Linked DNA regions of Bombyx mori: region 2 is linked to region 1. The links are chromatin contacts, called in public Hi-C maps. All regions are on one chromosome and are shown on one strand. The core of a region is the stretch at or near the end of the contact, and the rest is flanking DNA. Distances in the headings are between cores, read along the strand shown.

Evidence for each region. Hi-C and Micro-C count contacts between places; a contact is called where the count stands out from the background.
Region 2: a Hi-C map of midgut shows a contact between it and region 1, with 1.7 times the contacts expected there. The contact joins the promoter of LOC101743885 here to the enhancer-like site in region 1. A contact is called at or near these places in 3 of 7 Hi-C or Micro-C datasets (midgut and whole pupa).

Annotation. Positions count from the first base shown.
Region 1 is chr18:13,511,141-13,513,984 of ASM3026992v2, forward strand. LOC101743885 (echinoderm microtubule-associated protein-like 2) reads right to left here. Exons shown (of 19, transcript XM_038017309.2): 3 at 1,361-1,552. Among protein-coding and RNA genes, the nearest start is that of LOC134200591, 16 kb to the left of the region's middle. Within about 2 kb of position 1,456, at least 3 of the 8 cell types and tissues checked have open chromatin away from gene starts, as enhancers often do.
Region 2 is chr18:13,568,075-13,570,839 of ASM3026992v2, forward strand. LOC101743885 (echinoderm microtubule-associated protein-like 2) reads right to left here and starts at 1,315. Exons shown (of 19, transcript XM_038017309.2): 1 at 1,049-1,315.

The sequences.
Region 1 (2,844 bases), core at 206-2,705:
TATAGAAGTATAAAATACAATCATAATAGTGTCATCATCATCATTATCCTGCCCTTCTCCCAGTCACCTGGGGTCGGCGCAACATGTTTTCTCCTTCCATACTCTTCTATCACATACCACTTCTTCGCTCACTCCCCTCCTACCCATATCGTCTTTCACACAATCCATCCATTTCTTCTTAGGTCTACCTCTTCCTCTAAATCTAATGGTTATAGAAGTATAAAATACAATCATAATAGTGTACAAACTTACAATTCCAATTAATTATAGTCGAATTTCGACTACTGCGGGACCTCTAGTAAGTAATTAATACGTGAAGCAAAAACTTTGTACCCCCTTTTACGAAAATTGCGCGGACGGAGGAGTATGAAATTTCCCAAACTTATAGAGAATATAGAGAATAAGTGCAGAATGCTAATTTTTTTTAATTACGCACAATAAATACATTAAATCAATAAAAAAAAACATTACACACACCACCATCTATTTGACACAACACATACATATAAATACAATATTGCTTAGATGGGTGGACGAGCTCACAGCCCACCTGATGTTAAGTGGTTACTGCAGCCCATAGACATCTACAACGTAAATGCGCCACCCACCTTGAGATATAAGCTGTAAGGTCTCAGTATAGTTACAACGGCTGCCCCACCCTTCAAACCGAAACGCATTACTGCTTCACGGCAGAAATTGTTTATTGTCAATTGTGAAACTTTTGTTATTGTATAAAGACTGTGGTCAAATCGAGAATAGACTAATATGGTTTGTCTTTAATATTATTTATCTATGGTGTAGTTTTGGCGAAATCAGTTATAGATTAGATTTTATTATAGAAGTCGTATAATAGTGTTTGACAATAGAACTATAATAATGTTTAAATACTTATAATTTAAATTAATTATAGTCGAATTTCGACTACTGTGGGGCCACTAGTAATAAGTAATTGATCATTAAATTTAATAGAAAGCCTCGATATTGGAGTAAGCGCACAATCTGATTATAATATTTCGGTTTACGCATTTGAAAGCTATGAATTTATTGTGATTAGTGGAAACTCGAATGCGATTTTCGTTTATATTAAAAATATATATATTAATTAATAAAACTCTCAAAATATTTACTCTTATGGGCTTCGTTACACGTATGCCAATAAAGAAACATACCTGTGTCCTTAGTGTGAGTATTTTAACGTTTTCGATAACGTAAAAGTTAACTTAAATGTGTATGGAGTTGAAAAGTTTGCCTACGTTTGCCGTTAGGGGCGCTGTTCCAACTGCATACAAAATGAGTTGACTTTTACGTTATCGAGAATGTTAAAAAACTCGCACTAAGCACCGATGTAGTCAAATCTCACCTGTATACGTTCCGTTTCTCTGTGTACCCGTGGAGGGTGGTGGAGCTCTGCCTTCTAAAGCGTTGAGTCTCCTCAGAGCATCAGCGAGGGTGGACCGTAGGCAGAGTAGTTCTTCAGCCTGTCTGGCGCAGCGGACCTCAAGCTCGGCCACGCGAGCTGCTAGACCCGCCCCTTCGCCTTCTAGCATTTCATCTGAAATCGATTTATTTTTAATTAGATTTTTTTAAATTTTTAATACGCTTTTATTAGCTTCAGACGTATGTATGTTTGTAACGGAATCTTTGAACATGATTTTGACCACCTTCAAAACGTTGGATTAACTCGAAATTTTGGTATACTTATTAATGATCGATGACAATTCAATATTAAAAAAGAAATTAAAAAATGTATATTGAAAAAATTGAAATTCAACTAAAAAATGAAAAATAAATAATAGTTAAAAAAACTAATAAATCGCATTTATAGAAAATCCAACATAAAAAATAGAAAATAAATTTTAATAAATTTGCATTAAAAATAGTTTAAACAAAAATTATTTTATTGTACAAAAAAAGCGTAGGTGGACGAGCTCACGGCCCACCAAATGTTAAGTGGTCACCGGAGCCCATAGACATCTACAACGTAAATGCCGCCACCTACTTTGAGACATGAGTTCTAAGGTTTCAATTTTTACAGTACAACGTCTGCCCGGCCCTTCAAATCGAAACGCATTACTGTTTCACGGCAGAAATAGATAAGAGTGGTGGTACCCACACGTGCGGACTCACAAGACGTCCTACCACCAGTAAAACACACACATCAAAATACGACGAAGATAATGATTTACTTATCTCGTGGTCTCGATCTCTAGACAGAGTCTTTTAGATCAGAAATACAAAAGAATATTGTCCTAAAAATGGTCGCATTGAAATCTATAATACATTACAACCACGTAATTTTAATAAATAGACAAAGATAATAAAGTACCAAGTAAGTACCCCTTTGTTTGTCAACCGATTCTTTTTCCTTTGTTCAATACATATTGATAAGTTTTAATGTTGCCAATAAAAATTTTAGAGGCAGTTTTGTTTTCTTAACAATGACTAAAAGGCCAAAGATATTATGCAATATATTTAAAAAGAATTTAAGTCTTTAGATGTTCTACGTGATTACGATGGAATTTCGATAATTAGGTATGCACTAGTAATTTTTAATGCTTTGTCGGGGTTCGTTAAATTGCTTTTTTTATTGCTTAGATGGGTAGACAAGCTCACAGCCCACCTGGTGTTAAGTGGTTACTGGAGCCCATAGACATTTACAACGCAAATGCGCCACCCACCTTGAGATATAAGTTCTAAGGTCTCAGTATAGTTTCAACGGCTGCCCCACCCTTCAAGCCGAAACGCATTACTGCTTCACGGTAAAATAGGCGGGGCGGTGGTACCTTCCTGTGCGGACTCACATGAAGTCCTACCACCAATAATTACGCAAATTATAATTTTGTG
Region 2 (2,765 bases), core at 65-2,564, 57 kb after region 1:
GGATGTGTATTACATATGACTTTGGTTGTGATTATTGTAAAATTATATTTTCAAAGAAAATACGCTTGCCTCCTGTGTTTTATGATGATTCGTTATTTTCGACTGAAGTATGAATGAAGTGGCCTTCAGCTTGTCGTTTAAGTATTTGACATTTAACAAATAGGTAGAAAAAAAAGGGATTTTATGACCTGGTCACTAAGACCTTTAAGTCATGTCTTATTTTAATTAATATTCTTATTTTTATGAAAAACGATCATATGGAATGAAATGAAATGAAGATGCTTGTACGAGTATAACCCACCTCCTTTTAGGTACACAAATAATTAGAACGTTATTTTATTGTAGTAAAAACACGATGTTAATACTTAATATTAACAATAAATTCACGTTATTACGGATCCTCCCGATCCATTAACGGTGCTTTTAGGTACCTCAAATACCGGTCACCGTCCTCTCTGAACCCATGAAGGGCTCCACGAGTAAATCAACCCATAGACACAGCCCACTGAGTTTCTCGCCGGATTTTCTCAATGGGTTGCGTTTCCGATCCGGTGGTAGATTCTGCGAAGCACTGCTCTTGCTAGGGACAGTGTTAGCAACACTCCCGGTTTGAGCCCCGTGAGCTCACCTACACGTCAAGGAGAAGCTGAAATAGCCTCTCAAGGCTATCAGCATAGGTAGGGAAAAGAAAAAAATACAATAAAAGTGGATCGTTAATACATAATATTATTATGTATACCGAATTTTATTTATGAAATTTAAAATCAATATCTTGTTAATGCCAATGCTTATTTTATAAAAACAAGGACATCGTTTGAATTAGATATCAAGGAACTTGGAGTAAATAATATATTTACATATGCAAATTTATCTAAAAACCGTTGGCCTCACGCGCTAATCTACCAATGTGAACGGTATTTTCAAAACAGATAAAAAAAAATTGCAAATGCTGTTACGTTCCTTACTTTTGTTATCTTTAGAACAATGGTTTGCCGACACCGTTATTCCACCATGAAAGAACAGAATACCATAGCAAAACCCGACTCACCGTATCAATGGTACTGAATCAACGGAATCCGACACGATCGCTTTCCGTTGAGAATACAAGTTTAAAACGAGATTGTTGTTACAAAAATCACGTTTAAATCTTGAACACCACTATACACTTGTCAATGAACACTCAAAACACAATATTTCAGTGATGCGAAATACGTTTGAATAGAATTAAAAACGAATTATTCACGACAATACTTTGTTAATTCGCGGAGCAATATGGAGACGTGCACTTACGATGGCGTTTATGACGCTACTAGCGCCACGAAAACATGGAACGCGTGAAGACAGAGAGAAATACGAGATAAATAAAATTTCCAAAAAATAACGTAATCAGTGGTTTTATTGGCATTAATTGATTTGGTAACAGTTAACTATCGTGTAGTAATTAACTTAAATGCAAATTAATGGCTTTCTTACATATTTCAAATTGTTTTTCTCGTTTAAAGTGTAGAAAACGGCAGCAATGGGTCGTGTAATTAAGGTTTTTTTTTTTATTTGTAAAGGTACGGCACCGACTTACACTTTGTTAAGTTGTCATTAAATTATTATTTTTCATTGAACACAGGGAATGAGATATACTTTCCTGAAACTAAAATATTGCATCTTGATTTGCCAAATTCAACCTTACCATTCCTCAGGAGAATTAATATGAGATAGATGGCCAGTTATAGAATCCCAAATAGTTAAGAAGCAGAAGAAAATATAATAAAATATATTGTAAAACTGTTGTGGTTTCAATCAGACAGATATGGCTTTCTTTGTTCATGAAGTTTCCGTAGATTTCTTCCTTTATTCCGGTAGTAGATTCTGCGAGGAATTCCTCTTGCTAGGGCTAGTGTTAGCAACGTTCTCAGGTTAAAGCCTGGTGAGTGAGCTAACGCTAACCTACTGGCTCGGTTATGCTGGCATAGTCCCCTAGGTTACAAACTTAGGTAGAAAAAAAACCAGAATGGCAATTCGTTCTTTTACGATGCCACTATTGTCAGCGACCAGTTTAAAAATAAAAAAAGACAAATTTAAAAAAATATAGGTTACAGATTAGTTAATTTAACAGATTTATTTCTGTAATTTATTTCTGTAATCTGACGAAGCATGTTGCGGATAATAACATGCACATTCTACAAAGTGTGTTAATGTTACTAATAGGCTACTTATTATATTCTAATAAGCTAGAACATACCTACAAATTATATAGTTATTTAACAGAAAAAAGTATGTAAGGTCTTCATGGTCTAACCAATACCTATCTAAGGAAAATAGGTATATTGAACAAGTAAAATAGATAATAGAAAGATGTTCGTTAATTAAGGTTACGGAGAAGAAGATTCTGGAATTAATTCACATTCAAATTTTAGAAATAGAAACAATTTAATGTTCAGATTTTCCTTTGCCAAATTATTATGTATTTTTTTATAACTTTTTAGCCACTTTATTACAATTTTTGTTGCACTATTAGCGACAGTCACAGAGGAGGTTTCACTTTAATTTTATCAGAAAACGAACGGATTATCTAAGCTTTCATAAGCTTAATGTTTTAGATCATCACTTTTACTTTTATTGTAGCAACAATGTACATGTACAATCAAACATATTGCCCGGGGCAGGGAATGTTGAACGGGCGTACTCGTGCTATGATAGGTCATAACTTTTAGCTTAATGTTTGTATTCATAGAACTTTCCAATTGATTGCAGAGAATTGCGGGAAAATT